2 separate regions of the Gossypium hirsutum genome follow, and region 1 is linked to region 2. A link is a contact called in public Hi-C data. All regions are on one chromosome and are shown on one strand. Each heading gives the region's core, a stretch centred on a gene start, on an enhancer-like site or on the middle of the called end of the contact. The rest is flanking DNA. Distances are from core to core; before and after follow the strand shown. Region 1 has its middle 5.9 kb from the start of LOC121219874. Region 2 has its middle 14 kb from the start of LOC107930641.

Evidence for each region. A called contact is a pair of places that touch in the nucleus more often than the background predicts.
Region 1: a contact with region 2 is called in a Hi-C map of leaf, with 2.4 times the contacts expected there. The contact joins two enhancer-like sites. A contact is called at or near these places in 5 of 34 Hi-C or Micro-C datasets (callus and leaf).

The regions. Positions count from the first base shown.
Region 1 is chrD08:55,906,304-55,910,800 of Gossypium_hirsutum_v2.1, reverse strand. No RefSeq gene overlaps it. Among protein-coding and RNA genes, the nearest start is that of LOC121219874, 5.9 kb to the left of the region's middle. Within about 2 kb of position 2,435, at least 1 of the 9 cell types and tissues checked has an H3K27ac peak or open chromatin away from gene starts, as enhancers often do. A contact at or near this core is called in leaf, where this site is marked.
Region 2 is chrD08:55,868,790-55,872,924 of Gossypium_hirsutum_v2.1, reverse strand. No RefSeq gene overlaps it. Among protein-coding and RNA genes, the nearest start is that of LOC107930641, 14 kb to the right of the region's middle. Within about 2 kb of position 1,809, at least 7 of the 9 cell types and tissues checked have an H3K27ac peak or open chromatin away from gene starts, as enhancers often do. A contact at or near this core is called in leaf, where this site is marked.

The DNA.
Region 1 (4,497 bases), core at 1,186-3,685, 37 kb before region 2:
ATTATGTTTATAAAATATTTTATTAAAAAATTGAATTATAGACTTTTTTTTTTTTTCTCTCAACCTATCTACTACCGCTTTAAAAAGAGAATCTTTCAATGTCGCGTGAGCGACTGCTTGGCTATTGGCCAACATCGCTTGCCCTCTGTCGTTTCCGATCTCCGTACTCTTTCCCCTCTTTCAATCCACACACCTTCCATCTCTTTAGTTTGCATATATGTTTTATGTGCATTTTTGCTATCTCCGTGGGATGTGATGAATAAACAATAATGTTTACCTTCGTTGACCCTTTACTGGTCACCAACAATTCCTCTTGGAAAGTAAATTGACTGTAGATACTTGAATGATAATCTTTTGTTACTTCTTATTATGTTTTTGCTTTGAGGGTATTTTGAAATAATAAATGATTTTACGAGTTAGTTTGAAATCAAGTTCTTTTAGGTCTTATATATTTTGTGTTCTTTTTTTCCTTTGTTTAGCAAGTTTTCTCTTTTTTTCTTATGAAAATGATCGAAGTTTTTGCCTTGTCCTGCTTTCGCATGTAGCCTTGCTTATACAAGTAATTTTAGGGATGCACTTGTCATCATCCTCTTTCATTTTGTGGATGCTTGATCTTCTTGTTGATTCTGCCTGCACCCCGCCAAGGTTGATTTACTTATTGTGATATGTGCTTGTAGTTACCCTAGATATGCGTGCTTAAGTTGTGACAAAATCGTTTATCAGTGTGTTGTAATTATTCTATTCTTCTTAAGGCTGAAACCTTTGTTTATGTTTACTTTCATCCTCAACAACATGTGTTTGTTGTATCTTTTTTTTTCTTGGATTGTATGATCCTATTCATGACAAAAATGAATAAATTTTCCTTTTAAAAAATTGAATCATAGATGAAGTGGTAAAGTACTCATGAGTAAATTTTTATCAATCTTCGTTTTAATTCCTAACACTTGGTTTTTAGTTGTTTTATTTAACCATTTCATATAAAATTAGTAAAGGACAAAAATACCACTATAACAAAGTCTCTATATTATTAGATTATGGTATGCCTATGGTGAGCGTGAAAAAACTTTATATAACAAATATATATTATCTTGATTGTATCGAGCATTGGTTAACTCTCTTGTCAAGCACTCATGTGACACGAATTCAATTATTCCTCAACTTCAATATTGTATCAAAACAAATATATTTATTAAAATTTTATATAAAAGTTTAATATTCATATAGTTATTTTTTTATAAGAAAGGAAATAAACAGCAGCCCATTCCGACAGGCGAGTGTCTTCTCTCATATCAACTTGTATGAGTCCACGAGTCTCGATCGGAGCCTCCATAATTTTTATTGATTTATAAGAAATAAATATTTTCATAACAATAGAATTTATTTTATAAAAAAAATGATTTTTAATAATTTCTTAACTAATTATTAAATGAATTAAAAGCTTTATTAGGAGAGATATAGTAAAAACAAGATGTTTTGAAGTCCTGTTATCACTCTTAATTGCTACCCTCAACTAACAACCTGTTGATATATATTTCATCTTCCACTTAAAAGAGAGAGAGAGAGCCTTTAATGTGCAATAATGCAAGTACGTAGTATTCATTCATATTATTATTTTCTACATTTTCCTCTTATCGAGCTGCTAATACTTGTGAAATGTCTCGTATTCTTTAGCCCCCAACTATTAATATAGGCAGAGTAGCAGAGTATGAAGATTCAAAATTGACCCAGACACACAGACATTCACTGCACTATTTGCCTTGCTATTGCGTATAGCAGTAGTAGAGTAGGCAGTGCCCATTCCAATGCCCTAAACAAGGACCATATTCAATGACATGGTCGTATAAAAGATTTAAAATGGTTAATAAAAAAGCAGACTCAGTCAGTCAGTCAGTCAGTCAGTCACTCACCCCCCACCTAAAAGCATAAATAAGGTAGATGTTTCGAAATTCAAAGAGAAGGAAAAAAGAAAAAGAAGGGGTGGGTATAGGTGAGAAATAAACAGCAAGTAGAGTATAAAGACAGAGAGAAGCGGACAGCAAATAAACAAGTACCGTAGCAATGGAACAAATAAGAGTATAAGGCTATTCAAACACCCCCCCCCAAAAAAAAAAACCTCATCAGCATAGGTAGGTAGATAGGGAAGAGAGGCCGTACTCATGGGGAGGGCTGTTTTTTTGTTTTTTTGGGGTTTTGTGGTCAGTCTCAGATCACCAATTTCACCCATTCATTAATAAAACCATAACTGCATTGCACTGAGCACCACTGTCATATGCACATATATTCACAAATATACAGTCCACAGAATGTCAAAACAATTATTTTATCATCATTACACTATCATTCTCCGTCCACGACCTTCTTACACGTGTCAAAATCAAGCTGGTTTGATGTGGTCGATTCAAGAGGCTGCCTGCCATCCGATTTATTCATTGATTGGGCAACTCGATAGCTCTTTTTGCATGAAAAAGTTACAGTGAGTATGAACCAAAGGAGAGGAGGGGGGAGGGACCATGTTTTTACCATACGGCCTCAGGGAATGCTATATTCATTCATGCAATAAAACCTCTTTTAATTTAACAAAATTCTCCTGCCCCACAAATAGAATTTTTTTTCCATGTGGCAATTAGCTTGCTAAAACTAAAAACAGTGCAAAAGATAAATAAAATTTTGTCGATTAAATTACTAAGTAATCTCTTTGATTATTTTTTTCTTAATTACACTTAGAAAAATGTTTTTATTCTTTTGTATATATATTTGCAGTTCTTATACATATCTTTCTTTTATCTGTATAAATTTCTTAATAAAATCATGCAAATATCCATTCAAACCTCAATAGATTTCAATGCAAATCAGCAAAACATCCACCAGGCTGAAGTCAGACAATTTTTAAGGGCTGAAATTAAATTGTAATTTTTACTATAGTAAAAATACAATTCCACCATTTTAATAGTCTATATCTTTCTAATTTTTAAAAGATTAAATCAATTTTTTTTCATTTTTTGGGGAGCCAAACTGTAATTTTACCTTTACTAATTTAAAATTTTAAAAATTTTAAAGGGTCTAAATAGAAAATTTTCCATTTTAGAGGAAGTGGTCCCCTGCTAGCCCCCTACGCCCTGCACCAAACCTTTTTTTTTTACATAATTAGGTTATATTTAAATAAAAATATGCTATAAGTCACTGTACTCTTCGTAAATTTAGAATTTAATTATTGTATTTTTTATATTTTAAAATTCAAGTCTAACTGTGAATACTGTTAAAATTATTTTGTTAAATTATGGTTCATTACAATTCTATTTTTTAAATTAGAATGCTACCAAGAGTTTTTTTTTTTAGTTTAAAATGTCACACCAACAAATTTGATAAAAAAAATAGTCTTAACAATTGAACCTAGATTTTGAAATCTGAAAAATAGAGGAATAAATTCTTGAAAATAAAAGTATAATGATTAAATTTCAAATTTGTGAAGAGTATAGGGACCTATGACATATTTTAACCTTGAATTTAATACAAGACAAAACCCAAAATTCTTTTATATTTGGGATATATCTCATAACTATACATGAACTATGGTTGAATGTGCAATTGTATACATGAACTTTGGTTTTGATCAAATTCTTATAAATTATTAACACAATTATTGACATAACATCATTTTATATTTATATATTGCATACATAAATAATTATATTTATTCAATATAAAAAATAAATTGATATATTTACTTCTTTAAATGTGTATGATTAAATCAAAATTAAAGTTTCAAGTATGCATTTGAACCACAATTAGATTTTCACATGTATAGTTGCACCAAATTAAAATTCATGCATACAATGGCACATTCAATCAGAGTTCATGTATAATTTTGAGATTTATCCCTTTATATTTATATGTAAAGTGGGTGAAAGTAGCATAAAAGCCCCTGCAGTGCATCTTAGATTACAATTTGGCCCCTGATGCTTGTAGCAAAATGGTCCCCGCCATAATATTGAACTTATACGCTGTTATGGATTAAATGATGTGTAAAAAATTTATTAAAAACTGCACATTGCGAAGAACCCTATCTCGGGATTTGCTATCCCCAAATCACTCTGTAGACTTTGGAACGATTGTTTTGTTTTGTTACATTGTCATGAGAAATTCAGACAGATTTCTTCTTCTTCGTTTCGAATCTAATTTGCTGTTTTTCGTTCTTTGAAATTCTTTTAGCGCTAATTATCTGTTTTTTCAATAATTAAATTAATTTTTTTATATTTTAAACAATTTTGCCTCATATCATTACCTAAAATCCAATTAATAAATGATAAATAAATTAGCAAAGTAAAAAAAATCCTTTATTATGATAATTTCACACAGAAATGGACTTTGAAATTATGAGACTAGACACCATATAATTGCTTGAATTCAAACTAATTACCTAAATTTCAATACTTAAATCCTTTAATTTATTTGTATTTTCTCTTAAACACTTCATTGGAAATTATGCTGTACATAAAT
Region 2 (4,135 bases), core at 560-3,059:
TATTTATGTACGATTAATATTTTAATAACCCAACCATCATATTTCATATTTCATTCATATAAATCATGTATGTTAAATTTGACGTGAATTTAAAATTTTTAACTATTTGTTTTATGGAAAAGACTTTCAACCTTTTAATAAATACTAATATATACAATATTTTAGATTGATATGATAGAGATCTCGAATTGGTTCGAAAATTCACATAAATGATAAGTACAATCATATCGATAAATTCAATAGTTTAATCGTTAAAATATTAACCGTACAAAATATAGTGAAAGTGAATTCTTTCCCGGGATATAATATATAAATTGAAGTAAAAATTTTGTTTTAAGATAAATAATAAATAAAAAGTTGCATTTCACTTGTCGAGAAAAAAATTAACCGCTCAATTTCCTAAAACCAAATCTTGGCTTTGTTGGCGGTAGCACTAACCTCCGAGTTGGTTGCTGGTTGCAGCCTCTTCAACAACATTCTTTGATTTTTGTTTACGTTTCCGTTTCAGTTCATTCAATTATCTTCAAGAGCTATGATGATTATTGTTACAGTCCACTCTTTTTTTTCTTTTTTGAAAAAAGTGATGATTTTAGTTTTAGATTTTAATTTTTAGTTTTTTTTTTTGGGCCAAAAGAAAAAAAATTATTAATAAAGATGGAATGCATAGACCAGTGAAATAAAAAAAAAACAGTGCCTCAAACAATAACAGCTAAATTAACTAAGCAACACTTACTTGTTAAGTTTTAGGGTAAAAAATTACATTATTTATTTTCTTTTTTCACGGTTAACATAATGAGACTAAATGAATAATAATTTTTAAATTCAGGTATGAAAGTAAATAAAAAAAATTTCAAGAACCTACTTATCAAATTGGAGGCCAAAAATTGATGATCCCTTTAAAAAAGTTGTATCGGCTCCTATAATAATACTATTACCGACTCCTCCAATATATTAATTAATGTGAAGAATTTGATTGAAGCTATATATTTTACTAACAAAAGCAAATTGGCCCAGCAACAATTTTATCTTTTATGTGTTGGATTTTTTCAATTTCGACCAGCCTTCACCAAATTTGACTTTTTTTTTTCTGGTTGCCAGCATTTCTGCTGTTTCTCTGACGCTCTAAACACTGCCAGGTTTTTCTGTGCAGCCGGCAATTGCATTTTACTGACCGTTTCTTTAAGATTTTTATAAAAAAAAAAATTGGGTTGATAAAATATTTTTAGTATATAACCTATAAAGTTAATTTTCGGTAATAAATTTTAATTTAAAAAATGATGTCACACATTTTTATAACCTTTTAATTTTGATAGTAAATTTACAAAAAAAAAAACCTTCACTTGTGGTGTATGATATAACAAAATAAAAGTCAGTATTTTATATTATTTTTCTAATACATAAAAGGTATGTGTTATCTTATTAGCTTAGTTCCCACTTTCATGAAATAAACATTAATGGAAACGAAAAGACAAAAAAAATAAAATAAAATAAAATAATAGGAAAGGAACAAACCAAATCTCAAAACAAGGTAATGGGATGGTCTGTTTTTGTTTTGTTTATTTCCTTACAACACAACGCATAATAAGGCGAGAATCTCGCGGGAGGCAAACCCATCATTCTTCATCTTCTTCTTCTTCTTCATGAAAACAGAACACAAGGCATGTAATCATAGATAAAAAAGTTAAATCTTAATATTTATACACACGTGTCAAAAAGGTGGACCCACACGGTTTTTGGGGAGGGGATACAGTCAAAGACATATTGTCAGTGTCAGAACCAATAGGAAGAAGAGAGAGAGTGGCAAAATCATTTAGCAATCCATTGCTTTATGATTGACGTGTCGCTGACAGTGCTGTCAGCGTAGCAGCAGTATGAAAACAGTAGCAGAAACAGCAAAAGCTCTGTGGAGCAGTTCAATACGTACCTGCTTAGCATGGGATTTGGCTTTATCTTCTGCTTTTTGCATGGACAGGTGAATGACTGAATACCCACTTGCTTGCTTCACATTATAATAATTATTATATTAATATCGTTTTTTAAAAAAATTATCACTTAAAACTAGGAAATTTCAAATCCCCAGCAGCAGCAGCAGGAGGCCAGGCCCAGTCGTGTGCACTGCGCTGTGCTGTGACCTTTGCCTTCCAATTCAATAAAGGCAAGTCAAGGGTTTTTTCTTTTCTTTTCTTTTTTGAGTTTAAATTTGTAACATGATGTAATTTGTTTTAAGTTATTAGTTTGTTAATTAATTAAATCTTTATAGTGACCATAATAAACATAATAAATTTTATTGAAATAATTAATTTTCAAGTTTCGAAAATTAATTGACTTGCAATATATTTTTAGATGGTATCTAAATATTTTTGGGTCAAAATGTCTCTTACCTGGTAAAAAAGCTATCTCTTAGTTTTTTTAAAAACACACTTTGAATCACTTCATTTTAAGTTCGTAAGCTCAATATTATTGTTTTAGTGTAGACTGCGCAAGTAGAAAAATTTTGAACAGAACTATTACTAAAATTACGAGTTTTAGACTTTGTTTCGTATTTAATTCATATTGGGATATATTTTAAGGCTTAATTTTGATTATATATAAGTCCAATATTGTATTTCTTATGTTTTATATCTTTTGTATTTATTTATTCCGAATTTTATGATAGTTTTAAGTATTTTAACTTCTTTAGAAGTTTTATCTTTTTTAATTAACAAGAAAGTTTAGTTTAACTAGAATTACTTTCTACTTAGCTAATTAAATTAGGAGTTTGTTTTTCATTAAATCTACAAATAAAAAGGCACTTTCATTATTTATTATGTATGACAATTTTTAATTATTTGATTAATAAAAGCCATCTTTGAAGTATTTGATTTTGCAAGATTAAATTCTTATTTTTCTTCAGAAAATTCTTTTTACTTAATCTTCTCCTAGATTTTGGGAGAAGTTCTTCACACTTCATATTGCCAATAATTCATTCTTGGAGGGTCATTTAGAGCTATTAATTGGGTTTGTCGAACACTTATCCTCCTATTCCGCATTCCATGGATTTTATCTTTCCATCAATTTTCAATTGTCTTATTTTATTTTATCATTATTACTTGTGTTTCTCCTCTTCTCTTTGTTGTTTCAGGTCCTAAAATGCCCTTGCTTGCTATCCAAGCTGTAAGAATCGGTTTAGAGCCTCCTGAGTAAGAAACGGGTCTTATAAAGCTCAAAACAACTTTGAATCATCTTTGAACTTTTGGGATTTGTGTAGACACTACCTCATATAAACATAAGTGTTCTACTTATGATCTAACTAAAAATGATCCATGACTAAATCATATTATGGAAAAGATTCAGTAGTGTTAGTAAAGGCTAAGGTTTCTGAATCTTAAGTACTCAGGTTTGAATCATACTATGTGTATTTATGCATATATAGGTTCTCAAAATAGATTTTTTTCTAGATTTAAGTCCCGCCATTTGTGTTTTTTTTTTTGTCTAGATTTAGTCTAATCCAAGTCCAAATTTATGTTGCTTATCAATTTATCCATTTGTGTTTTTGTAATAGTTTGGTACTATGCATTCATTGAAAAAAAATCCAAGTCTATAACAATCCGAGCCCAAGAAAATTCAAATCCAAGCTAATCCAAGACTGAGCTCAAACCTAAGATAGATCTTATTTAAAACCTGAAAAGCCAAATTTATAACTAAATAGTAATTAATATAATTATATGATAATATTTAAAATATAGATGAACAAGTGATAATTATTTAACATATTCTTTGGTATTCTCCATGTCTATTTTGGAGCCCATGGTCGAGGTTCAAGGTTGCCTCTTCAACAATGTTGTCTTCAATGTTTGAATCTGTTTACCCTTGTCAATGCAATATGCCTTGCCATTACACCCAACACTTGTTGGAATAATTATTTAATTTATGATAATGTATTTATAAATATAATATAACTATATTGAAATTTTATTCTTAATAATAAATCTTTATTTAAATTATAAACTAAAATAAATTTTAAAAACTTTAATTATGAATATAAAATATTTTGTAATACAATGTATTATAAATATATAAAAAATTAATTTTATAAATTTCATGAATGATTAAACATGATTTATTATGTAACATGATAATATAATTAAGGTCAAAA